Regions from separate parts of the Zea mays genome. Here regions 2, 3 and 4 are each linked to region 1. The links are chromatin contacts, called in public Hi-C maps. All regions are on one chromosome and are shown on one strand. Each heading gives the region's core, a stretch centred on a gene start, on an enhancer-like site or on the middle of the called end of the contact. The rest is flanking DNA. Distances are from core to core; before and after follow the strand shown.

Region 1 (3,157 bases), core at 471-2,970:
TTAGGAGCATGTCATATAACTTTTGTTGACAAGTGGTTTATGTTATATGTGGTAAAGTCCACTTTACCCCAAATATCATCTAAAGTAATACTCATTTTCATGTGATATTATTTTTTCAAGTCATATGTTGACCTTAAAAGTTTAAGAACATGTCTTCTACAAGTACTATAAAGTATTTCAAACCTGGATGCACACTTTTAGGTAGATGTTACTATGTGGCTCAATATTTTCACACTAACACCCTTTTCAAACTTATTATATGTGTAATAATCTAATTGAAGAAAATAAAGTCCAGAAACTAAGCATGGATAATCACTTACAAGTAGGGATGGCAACGGATAAACTATCCATGGATAGTGTCTCTGGACATCCATATCTGTGACTTATATCCGATATCCGAACCCGTACCCGTTACCCGCTATAGATAATAAACAGTATCCACATCCGTTACCCGCGGGTAACGGATATCCGCGGATATATCCGTTTGCCCACTACACATACAACATATTTAAATCCAGCAAATTCAAATATGATATCATATTTGTCCAGCAAATTTAAATATGATATCATATCCGTTTGCCCACTATTGAATCTTCCATCACGAGCATCTAAAATAAAGTTGCATGCACATTAGTATCTATATACTTTAAATATAATATATTGGAAAAATGAAGAAAAGTGCTGGATTTAAATATCAAATATAGCAGGGACTGTGGTGGCGGACTGGCGGGCGCGGTGGCAGCACCCGATAGCGGATGCGGTAGGAGTCGGAGTCTGGGAGAGGAGAGATGGAGTGGGCGGCGGCGGTAGGAGTGAGAGAGGATCAGAGGAGAGATGGAGTGGGTCCGGAGCGAGAGCGACCGAGTGAGGGCTTCGCTGCCTGGAACGGTGGAATCTAGGCTTGTGGCCTTGTGGGACGGGAGTACGGGATATTTTAACGGATATTCGGGTATTTGGGTATGGATACTGATTTTTCGTATCCATTTTAAAAATATCCACGGATATCAAATGCTATCCGTATCCGTATCCATGGATACAGACTCGTACCCAAAACCGTGTTCAACGGGTTTTTTTATCCGCGGGTACGCGGATAAATCACATCCATTGTCATCCCTACTTACAAGAGACATATCCTTGTTGGTATGACATATCATAGAAATTGGTATTAAACGCCAATTGAATTTTTATATGTGGTATTTATCATTACGTTATCTTTTAGTTGATATCTTTTATCAGTTTTACGTACTTTTTTTGTGCATTATATTGCTTAAACATTCTTGTGCATCATATTCGTACATTTAGGAAACAAACGGTCTATGTAACATTAGAGTCAGTTAATTTTTATGATATTCTGTTGCACGCAGGAAACATCACAAAATTTAACTATCTTCTACGCTACTACTGTCATTTTTATTTTTATTTTAAATGGAGACAATCAAAAGGACTCATATCAAATCTAACCCATAATAACTATAACAAATAAGAAAAAAATCCTGCGTACATTGGGGGCTCGAGTTGGGATTGGGATTGGGAACAAGAAAAATCTAAGCGAGGAAGACAGAAAGTATAAAGGAGATGAGAAAGAGGCGACGGCCCCGATCGAGCCACAAGAGAAAGGCCGTCCGCCCATCTTGCTATCCTCCCGAGCGGCCGAGTCTGCTCCAACTCCAACTCCGCGCATGGACAACCACGTGTCCCGGAGGCCTGGAGTCCCCGTCCGTCCCTTCCGCGCGCGCTCCCCAAGGTGAGATCAGCATCTCCGTCTCTTCCCCGCCGCTCCTCACTCCCCTACCGCCACCCCTAAAACTAGCCCCATTCCCTTACCAGCGTCCGATCACACTCCTCGGTCCCACGCTTGGATGGATTCCGTCGGTACAAATCGGCCCCCGCTGCGCCCCGTTGCCGCCGCAGCTACTCGACGCAGCGCGCTCCTGCGCCCCCCTAGCCACCTCGGGCTCGGCAATCGGTGAGTGGTTCTGTCGTGGGTCTCGATCAGATCAGATGGTTGATTTCGACGTGCTACTGCTACATTCCTTCGATTCGTGGCGCGGCTTGGCTCGACACTGAATGCTGTGCTCGCTGTGAGTCTGTGCAGTTTTGCGGAGACTAAGCTTGGGATCGCGTCAGGGTGTGGAGGAGGAGGAGGGTATTTTGGAAAGGCAGGTGTCTCGATTTTTGGTAGGTTTGTGCCTCAGTGGCATGCTGATCTGTGGATTATCTGATATAAGCAAATTTCGTGGTGGCGCAGGTACAGGGATTTGATGCCTTGCGGAGTACCACGACGAAAGTTCAGAGCGGGAAGGCGGGGAGGAGTGTGACCAAGGTATCTAATCACACCATGCTCCAGGGCCTGTAGCGCACTACTATTTCATTGAACCACTGGTTCATTATATTATGTTGCTTGATATCATTGGCCAGTTTCAAGTGATGGGTTGGTACCGTGCAAGTAAATTTTTGTTGTATGCAAATGTGTTCTGTATTTATACGCTGTAGTGTATCCTGACACATTTTGCTATTCCAAAATTGAATTTTGCATCTGAACTTACTGTGCATTGTTTGTCATGTGTTCTTTTGGGGATGATGTTTATCCATTTCGTATTTACAGGAAATGGGACACACTTCATCTGGCAATGAAGTGCCCTTGAAATATTCTTCAGGCAAAGCCTTCCCCCTAGGAGTGTCACAAGTTGACGATGGGTTAAATTTTGCAATATTCTCACAACATGCTTCTTCTGTCACCCTTTGCTTGAATTTTCCTGAGAGGTAATATTTTCCCTCAAACTGTGTTGTGATGTTACTTTCCATGTCATTCGACCTAACTGCTGGCTAGTTAACTGAACTTCTTTTGTTTCCCTTCAGATATGAGCTTGTAGTTTTTTTGCCACCTTAGAATTCTAATCTTCTCCATACAATTTTAGTTACCACTGTTACTGTATGTGTTCATACTTCATGGTTGCTTTCTTTGCATATTAAACCTTGGTTAGTCAGTCCATGGCTACTCTTGTTTCAGGGTTTCAAAGAGATGTCAATACTGTTTGCACAACCCGCCACACATCATTTGGTGTTTTGGGATGCGCTTGGCACACTGAAATCTGAAGTGCTTCAATGAACACCCTGTCACCCTCACCCCTGATCATCCACCAACTGAAAAGAATCA
Region 2 (2,900 bases), core at 384-2,883, 130 kb before region 1:
CATCTTCGCCTTTTTCTGCCGACGTCCGTCCATCCATGGACGGCAGTACGGCACTGGAATTGCAAGCACGGAGCACGAGCCAACCCGAAGCGGCAACGCCACAGGCAGGCACCACCCTAGTGCCCGGCCGGACGGACGGCCGGGTTCCCTTCCTTCCTTCCTGCGCAGGCGGTGGCGCGGACGTACGGCGGAGTAGCGACGTAGCGTCGCTACCCCTTTGGCCCTTTCGTTCCGGTCCGACCCGGCCGCGCCGCGCACGAGATCAGAGGTGAAAACGCGCGCGCGGCCGCGGCAAGCCCGCAAGGGTTTCGAGCTGTTGGCAAAGGCGCGGGCTAGTTGTGTGTGTGCTCCGTGCAGTGCGGTGGCCGGGGAGCTCGCGCGTTTTCACGGTCACGGTCACGGTCACGGTCACTGCTCGCGAATCGCAAATTGCAGCCTTGCAGGAGGGGGCACTAGAGCACTAAGAGCAGGGAGCCAAAAGCGCCTGGACTTTTTGTGGCGATCGGTGATGAGTTGCATTGCATTTGCACCGGCCATCCACGCTTTCACTGTTGCGAAACGAACAGGCCGGCACGAGTTGCTAGCAGCAGCAGGCAGCTGTTGTCAAACTGGGGCAAGGGGGGGCGCTCTGGTCGAGATCACGGCGTGTATCGCTGGAGCGGGAGCGAAAGCTCCTTTTTTTGTTGTAATTTCCTTCTGATGTTTTCGAGAGTGGTGTTAGGTTTCCCATTATCTGCCACCGCTAGTAGGCTTTTCGGCAAGCAGATTTCGTGTCTGCCTCTCCATCACTTGTCACGATCGTATGTGCCGTGCTTCTGAGTCTCGGGTGGCTGTCGTCGTCGGGCTCGGGCATGGGTTTGGAAGGAGGCTCTTTGATGCCCGCCGGGGGCGCACCGCAACCGCGCAGAGTTTTAGTTGGTTGGAAGTGGAAGGTCCGAGTCGAGTCGACTCGACGCGCGCGTCCGCGCCTACGCTTTTAGGCACCTACTAGGTGTTGCATCGCCCTAGGCGACGCTGGCTAGCTATTATGTATGTAGTAGGAATACGTACTAGCGAACAACGATAGCGTGCAACCAGCACGATGAAAGATCGAATCTTGCAGCGGCCTACTACTACTACGTGCGCTAGCTACGGGAGTATGTTCTGTTGTGTTGCCGTGTCGCGCGCGTCGTCTTTCCAACGGCGTCAACAGCATCGCGCTCCTGCTTGCAGAGACGTCGAAACAGTTTCTGTTTCTCCTACTGGTGCATGCATGGAACAGATTCCCCCCGTGGGCGGTCGTCTCGTGCCCTGCCGTGCGCCCCTCGCGTCCGGCCACCACAGCTGCAGTGCGCATGGGGCGCGGGATGGGGGGTGAGTTGTGCGCGAGCACGACGCACGCGATGCGTCGGGTCGGGGCCAGGCCAGGATATTTCGGCGTCGCGTCGCACCAGCCAGCAACAGACAGCGGGAGCTGGGTTCGGCGTGGACCGGACGTACGTGGCGTCGCGGCACGGCACGGCACCCGTCGCGTCCGTGGGAAAAAAAAAGGGTGGAGGGGGGAAAAACACGGGTGCGTAGGGACCATGCCTTTTGAGTTGGTTATGATCAGGTGGTCCACCGGCTGGACCAGGCCCATTCGTCCCCGTCTCGGACAGTGCAGACGCGCAGGCGCAGGCGCAGGTGTAGGCACCGACGTGGTGGTACGGGGCCGGGCCGGGCCGAGGTGGTCGCTCGCCGCCGTGTCAAGGGTTTGCTGCGAACGCAAGGAATCATCCATCGGTTCTTTCGGCCGGCGCAATGTGACGCGTTAATGCTGTTGCCGGGCCTGGGGTCATCCATGTTGATCGTCGCCGGGGTGCGTCACGTGTGCGTTTGTGTGTGACATTCCCATTCGGTGCTCTTGCTTTCTCTCATTGTTGTCCAGTGAAACCGTCTTCCCTCCTAAGTTGCAAGCTGTAAGTTGGGAATTGTAGTTTGTTAGAAGCTGTAAAATGGAGCAAACATGTTTTGAGAGCCGCAAGGTTGTATGCTGCTTCAGACCTTCAGTGCAGCTGCCCAGCTTTTACAGAGCGGACCGTATAAGCGTCGAAGAGAAACATACTGCAGAAAATTTGCTAACAACTTCCACGGAACCGAAGAGAGAAAAAAAGGAACTGTACAACAGGGGCGTAATTGCCTGAGAGAACTCCACTGTGCTGACTGCTGACCACCTCAGCGAAAGCTAACCAGAGCGAGCAACGGTAGCTACTCTGCCCCCTCCTAACCATGAGCAGGAGCAATTCGACGAGTGCCAAACGATTTTTTGGTGATTTAGTCAGACACCGTCAGTACAGCCCCAAAATTTTGGGCCAATTCCCTGTATGCCACTGGAAAATATACTCATTCCTTGTATGCCACTGGCCCCACATGTCATAGACACCAAAAAATATACCTATATGCCACTCAGTGGCACACAAGGGATGAGTATAAAATCTGATGGCATACCAGGAATTTTCTCCAAAATTTTCCACCGAATGGTTCCAACAACTCCCCAGATTAACGTGTTGATCAGGGCTGTTATAAAACCCAGCCTGAAACACATCTGGAAGCCCGCTTGCCCAACAACTATACCCGGCTGCAGAACAAAAGTAACAGGTTAAAAAGCATACCAATCTCGAAGGGCTATCTATATATTCAAAAGAAGGCCCGCTTGCCCACTTAGAATAATAGATCTTATCCGTGGTAAGTGCTTTTTTTTCCCTTTCATTATTTTTAGTACTACCAGATCCCATGTGTGATTGCAGAGGGAGACCAAAAATTTTAATCGGCAGGGTTAGTAATTTGAGCTGAAGAAGAGCCAGCATTTTCAGGGAGAGGGAAAAAAAAGAAATTACCTCCAAAGTATACTGCAGCCTGCCCACTACTATAATGAGTGATTG
Region 3 (3,109 bases), core at 60-2,559, 220 kb after region 1:
TCCGCGCGCGCTCGGGAGGGGAGGGGGCGTGGGGCCTTGCTGGTTGGTACGTCGGTGTCGCCAGCCACTGCTGGCCGGAATCTTCCAACCTGGGCACAGCCCAGCCCAGTCTGATGCCCACGACGGCCACCGGAACCGCCGTGGACTGCATGATCGGCCGTTCCATGAACGCGGCACCAAGCAGTGAAACTCCAGACTCGGGGTTTTTGGAAGGGTTTGGTTAGGCGACAAGTCACTAGAGTTACCTCACGTCCGATCGAGTTGACTATTCTGCAGGTAGGATTGTACGTAGCTTTAGCTTTGGAAAGGATCTGGTTAGGCTGGAAACCACTGGATTTGTCTTATGGACCAAGTCACGAAAACACCCCAGCTGCTATGCTATATACTCAAGAAAACACGTTCTCGTAGCCATAAATATCAGTAAAGAACCGTGTGGCCACCAAATGTCCACTCAATCTGTAACAAAGACTTGACAGAGAGATAGAGATGTTTATTTTTTTTGGAACAATTGGATCTATACCATTAAAAGATCCAAACTTTAGATATTATACCATGGACCCCACATGTCATTGACTCATGTGGATCCACATGTAAGTGAGATAGTAATGGTATGGATCTAAAGTGGTGATCTTTTAATGGTATGGATCCAAATTTCCCTTATTTTTTTTATTAATACTATAATATAATTTGTACACAATATATATAGGGACATATCCTCAATGGCTGGCAATACTGTATCGAGAAGTTCCAATTAGCTCGCACTGAAATTGGAAAAGGAATTACGAAAAAAAAACGCTAAATGGGACTCTATTTGACGAGGCCTAAATTTGGGGAAAATTCACTATATGTGAGTAGTAGTTATCACGGATTCATAGGTCCGTTGCAGAGTTTAATATTACATCTATCCTAAGTTAAAATTTATTTTAAATAATTAATCGATTTATCACCATTCATTCAAATACAGATATAAAAACAAGAGCTAAATCGAATGTTAATTGGGACGGGCAGGTAGTACGTATTGCGTATGCGTATCAAAAGGAGGAATCTGTTCGCGTTGCCGAAAAACCCGACCACGTCGATTTGTCATTTAACGAAAAAGATGCGGATGTAGCCAAATCGGTTACAGATGTAGCCATACTCGCAACACGATTTTAGCCAGAATGTACTAGCATCGCCGTCACGTACCGATCCAACGGCTGGTCTTCAAGGAAACTAAACTAGCAACCAAACCCCTGGTAGGACTAGTAATTACGCACCGTCGCTTCGTCTTGTACCCCTTTATAAGATCCACGCCTCTACTGTCTCGGCACCATCACAGTACGCACGCACGCACCAGCCCAGCAGCAGAAGCGCCCCTCGGCCCTCGCTCCCACAACAAGCTCAAGCCAGCCTTCTCTCTCTCTCTGCTCCAATGGCGCGCTTCCAGCTCGCAGCCGTGGCCATGGCCATGCTCTTCGCCGCGGCGGCGGCGCAGGCCCCGACCGCCACCCCGACGCCGGCTCCCAAGGCGTCCCCCCCGCCGGCGACGCCGCCGCCGACCCCCGCGCCGGTGTCTCCGCCCGTGCCGCCCCCGACCATGCCTCCTCCGGCGCCCGCGCCCGCCCCCAAGGCCCCGGCCCCGGCGCCCGAGGCCCCCACCCCGGCGCCCACGGCCGAGGCTCCCACTCCCGACGTGAGCTCCCCGCCGATGCCCACGGAGGGCCCCGCTCCGACGCCCTCCGCGGAGGCTCCCCCAGCCCCCAGCGCCGCCGTCGCCGGCGCCTCCCCCTCCGCCAAGTGGTTCGCCGCCGCCGCAGCCGTGGCCGCCGCCGCCGCCGCCTTCTACTGAGAGAGCGGGAGATCTGCGCCGTCCCCTGCTGTAATTTATCGCTATCCGTGCTGAGCCGTTGATTCCTTTTTTTTTGTTGTTCTTCCCTTTCATCCATATTCCATTCGGCATTCGATTCAGTAGGACTGGCATATCTGTTCGTGTTACTACAGTGTAGGATCGTGGCTTGGACAGATTGGTTTGGCTGGCTGGCTGGTTGGGTGGGCCCGGTGGTGTTGTGGCTTCCGTTCCTCCATCTGTATAATACCCTGTTGATTTTCCTTCAGCGTCTTCTTCATCTTCCGCGGTTACTGCTGCATTTTATTTTGTTAGCTGGTTTGTTGGATCGGATCGGATCTGATCTTGAGGAGTGCTCGTACAGTAGAGTAGCCTGAGCAGGTTAGTGTTGAATACTGTTAGTGTAGCTTGCGGATGTAGTGCGATCTTGAGCTTGGAGCACACACTTGGGATGAGGACACTCACGATCCAGTGTCGATGCATAGGATTCACGAGCGCGTGCGTGTAGATCGAGCTAGGTTGTGGATCTGGGCCACAGCCGCAAGAGCTGTGCTCTGGATCTGGAGTCTGGAGGCAATTATTATACGCACCCTCCCTCGCTCCCTATATTCTTCGGCGCGGTAGAGTATAGTATAGGACTCGTTTGACGGAGGCCAGCTGGGAGTTTGCAGGCAGTGGCAGGCTGGCAGCAATCGCCACGGGGTGCGGGGAACGGTGGCCGCTGATGCCGATGGCGAGGTGTCGAGGGCGCAGTGGGCGGTGGGGGCTGGGAGCACGTGCCTGTCAGTCCGGGCCCCGCCCACCCCATGCCTTGCGCCCGCCGCGTACACGGCCCGCTGTGCACCTCAGCTGCACCTGCACCTTGTTGCGGGCGCCGGGCGGTGTCGTTTGCCTGCTGCGCCCTGCGGACGCTACGCACGGCTGCTTCCGCGCGCGGCGGCCGCTGCACGGGCCGGGTCGGGCCGGCAGAGTACAGTACTAGTAGTAGTACATGCAAAAGGACGGGTCCGCTGGCGGCGCGGTTGGTTGCAGCGGTGCCACTGGGGTCAGGGTAATCACTAATCAGTTTGATATGCAAGGAAACCCGAAGGCGATCCGGTGACGCGCCGGTGCCTCGTAGCCTCGTAGGCACATGGAGGGAGTGAGGTAGTGGCAACTAGTAGTAGATCTTGACTCTTGAGGGAAAGTAGGCGGTTTCGCCTTTTTCGCGTGAAATTTACGTGCTCGGACTCGGAGCGGAGCAGTGGTCGCTGCTGGTACGTTTTCGTAGATAGAGATAGATAT
Region 4 (3,283 bases), core at 753-3,252, 170 kb before region 1:
TAGTTATTATAAAGGGCTACATATTTATTGGAGAAAAAGATAGAACCCCACACTAGCCTATATAACACCTCGCAGGGTTTTTTTTTATAACAAGGACAAGCATCTGCTCGAGCAAGAGGGCACAAAAACGATCGCCATTTCTCACGGCACGGCATCCAAACAGCTATCTAGCGGCGTCGGCGAGCATCCAAAATTAGATACAGAGACGCACGACAGGTCGACGAAGGAGCCAGAGCCACGCTTCCGCGGAAGAGGCCATTGGGGGAGCGCACGGCCAGACACGTTCACGTCGCCGATCCGCATCACTGACAAGTCCGGCGGTCAATTGGGCGCCAACAATGCCTGACTTTCACGTGGCCCTGGGCCCACTAACAGTGACATACAGCTTGTCCTTTACTCCCTACCTCGCTCAGCTCTTCCTCTACACTCCTCTTCCCACTGTCCCTCTCTCCCCTTTCTGCATCAGTGTTTGGTCTCATCTCTTTTTCTTGCATTTTTTTTTGCATTCGAGTCCAAACGCAACCAGGTACTGATCTCGACTGGGTTCCTAAAGACTACTGCTACTGCTAAAATATTCGCGCGAGAATTGACGAAAGAGGGCTACGTAAAACTCCATTTTACAAAATTTGCAGAAAAGCCCCCGCCTCTCGCTCCGAATTCTTTATTCCTCCACCGCTCGGCCCAGATCCCGAGTCTACGCTGCGCTGCATCTACCTCCGCCTCGGTTCAGTTCCAGTGTTCCGTGGGCTCGGTCCACCACGCCATCGGCGGCGGCTGCTCCACGGAGAAGAACCCGCCGCAGGGCTCATCGTCGTCCAGGAGCCCCGTCTCGTCCTCCTCCACCTTCAGGAAACTCCCGTGGAAGAACACGCCGCCATGGTTCGCCGCCACGGCGCCGGGCGCGTCAAGAAGAGTACCCCGTACCTCCGGCACCGGCGCCTCCGCCACGGGCGGGTCCGCGTCGTTCAGCACCGCGCTGGAGTCACTCTCGGACGACCCCACCCCTACGGGGGGAGGCCCGTCCGAGGCCGCCGGCTCCGCCTTGACCGACGTGAAGCTCGCCGCTGCCTCCTCGTCCCCGAGCTTCGCCTTGAGCTCCTTGATCTAGGAGAAATTCAGGCAGCCAACCGAGTTAGGGTCAGGCCGGCGGTCAGCCATTGCGCGCGTCATCGTGCTCGTCCAGCAGCTTGTATAACGGCATAACGTCGACAACTACCTCGGCGAGGAGGGCGTCCTTGTCGCGGCGCAGCGCGTCGTGGTCGTGCCGCAGCGCGTCGTAGGACTGGCGGAGCGCGGAGTAGTCGCGCTCCAGCTGCTTGGTCTTCCAGCGGGCGCGGCGGTTCTGGAACCAGACGGCGACCTGGCGCGGCTGCAGGCCGAGGTCGCGCGCCAGCCGCGCCTTGCGCTCCGGCTCCAGCTTGTTCTCCACCTCGAAGCTCCGCTCCAGCGCGCGCACCTGCTCGGAGCTCAGGCGCCGCTTCTTCTCCCCGCCGCCGCCGCACGCCATCATCTCCTCGTCCGCGTCCGCGTCTGCGTCCGCCTCCATCCCGACCACGCCGTAACCATCATCTGGGAACACGCAAGAGGACTCAATCTTCCGCACGCGTTCCGCCACGACATCACCCCCCCAAAAACAATGGATTCCCGCAGGAAAAACAAAACAGGAGAAGCTGGAAGTTACCGTTCGGATTGGTCATCGCAGCCAGAGGGGGACTGGCGCCGCGTGGCCGCTTCATGTCGTGTTCGATCGAGTGAAATTCGGAGGCCACCGCAGGACTACCTTATAGCGAGGACAGGATCAATGAGCTGGGGGGAGAGCGCCGACCTGCTCGTCTCTGTTCCCTGCCGTGACCCATGGCCAACACCATGCACCTTCGTCGGACGATACAGTTCTCTACTACAATTGCAAAATTTCCAGTGGATTCCTCGCGATCCAAGAAAGCTCTGGGACTGAGAGACAAGACAGTGTGTGGAGTGAGGCCTCTGTGTCTCTCCCCCTCTCTTTCTTTTTTGGTTTGCTTTCAGTTCCCGCAATACAGTGTGCTGTCCTCTGTGCGTTAATAAAGGGCGTGAGCGAGAGAGAGGGGGGCGACGGGGAGCTCGGGTCCGGGAACTCGGTTAGGTTAGGTCACGCCGGCAGTGCGGTCAAGCCGCAACCATGGTTAACCTTGCAAGCATCCCTCGCGGCTCAGTTCAGAAGGAAGCAAATCATACACGAGAGAGTAAGTTGTGCCTGGATTCGATCAGGGGGACGACACTTGAATTGAATCTTGCTAGGATTAAGAACTTTCAAGTTATGGAAGTATATTTTCTAAAATTAATTTCATGTTTACGCTGAAGATGTAGTTTCTACTATACTTTTTTCCCGGGAAACAAGCCCACTGCATTGCCTGACAACGTGGTTCCACTCTGAAAATACGGAAAACTTTGGCTCTTTAATACTAACTCCGTTCTCAAATATTTATCGTCCGCTAATTTATTTTAAACTTTGGCTCTTCTTTCACGTTCGAACCAAGTTGCCAACATCACCGTCACCCCTGTTTTTCTTTTATTGCTAGCGCTAGGTGCTAGCCGAGTAACGGACACCATTCCTAACGCTACAACGGAAACGAGACGGTGGTCAAGCTCAGGTCACGCCCATGAAGCCAAGTTGAACAGATCGACGAACCAAAGCCGGAGGAAGCAGGTAGGCTGCGTAGGTAGCAGGCAGGCAGGCACGGCAGCTGGCGGCCGGGGCCGGCGTCAGCGAACCGCGCCCCACCCAGCCACAGGTGCGGGCGCGGGACAGCGTGAGCGCGAGGCGATCAGCGCCTGTACTGGCCTGCTGGGTTGGCGGGGCCTGTTTTTTAATATTATTTTAGTTTTTTTAAGAATTCATATTTATAATATTTCTGAACCAGATAAACTAGTTTGTTTTTTAATTCTGAGCTCAGCGTTGTAGCTTATAGCGTCTAGCCCAACGATAAAGATAAAAATTGGTGTAACTAGCGACATGGGCTAGAGCTCGACGTGCGACACCGTAATTATGGCGCCAAGCTTTTGATTTAGTTAGCTCTGGATACTTATTGTGTCTTACCCACTGAAATTTTATCATAAAAATTATAAATGTTTACATGACTTAGATATAATAAAAATTCTAGTGTCTAAGTGGGTGTTTGTTTGGGATTATAATCTACCCAGATTATATAATCCAATAATTTTTGAACTAACTCTTAGTTCAAAAGTTGTTGGATTATATAATCTGGGTAGATTATAATCCCAAACAAACACCCCCTAAGTCATA

Evidence for each region. Hi-C and Micro-C count contacts between places; a contact is called where the count stands out from the background.
Region 2: a Hi-C map of ear shows a contact between it and region 1, with 5 times the contacts expected there. The contact joins the enhancer-like site here to the promoter of LOC542095 in region 1. A contact is called at or near these places in 7 of 25 Hi-C or Micro-C datasets (bundle sheath, ear, endosperm and 2 more).
Region 3: a contact with region 1 is called in a Hi-C map of endosperm, with 4 times the contacts expected there. The contact joins the promoter of LOC100286288 here to the promoter of LOC542095 in region 1. A contact is called at or near these places in 3 of 25 Hi-C or Micro-C datasets (ear, endosperm and tassel).
Region 4: a contact with region 1 is called in a Hi-C map of leaf, with 5 times the contacts expected there. The contact joins the promoter of LOC100272620 here to the promoter of LOC542095 in region 1. A contact is called at or near these places in 3 of 25 Hi-C or Micro-C datasets (ear and leaf).

The regions. Positions count from the first base shown.
Region 1 is chr7:134,552,799-134,555,955 of Zm-B73-REFERENCE-NAM-5.0, reverse strand. It overlaps LOC542095 (isoamylase-type starch debranching enzyme ISO3), which reads left to right and starts at 1,720. Exons shown (of 24, transcript NM_001111728.2): 1 at 1,720-1,966; 2 at 2,096-2,159; 3 at 2,249-2,323; 4 at 2,606-2,763. The coding sequence starts at 1,860.
Region 2 is chr7:134,687,769-134,690,668 of Zm-B73-REFERENCE-NAM-5.0, reverse strand. It overlaps the pseudogene LOC103634181. Among protein-coding and RNA genes, the nearest start is that of LOC100272620, 32 kb to the left of the region's middle. Within about 2 kb of position 1,633, at least 19 of the 20 cell types and tissues checked have an H3K27ac peak or open chromatin away from gene starts, as enhancers often do. A contact at or near this core is called in bundle sheath, ear, endosperm and 2 more, where this site is marked.
Region 3 is chr7:134,336,291-134,339,399 of Zm-B73-REFERENCE-NAM-5.0, reverse strand. LOC100286288 (transcriptional regulatory protein algP) reads left to right here and starts at 1,309. Exons shown (of 1, transcript NM_001367231.1): 1 at 1,309-2,089. The coding sequence starts at 1,412. The coding sequence ends at 1,828.
Region 4 is chr7:134,720,285-134,723,567 of Zm-B73-REFERENCE-NAM-5.0, reverse strand. LOC100272620 reads right to left here and starts at 2,002. Exons shown (of 3, transcript NM_001147083.1): 1 at 1,682-2,002; 2 at 1,217-1,569; 3 at 1-1,104. The coding sequence starts at 1,736. The coding sequence ends at 727. It also overlaps the pseudogene LOC103634181.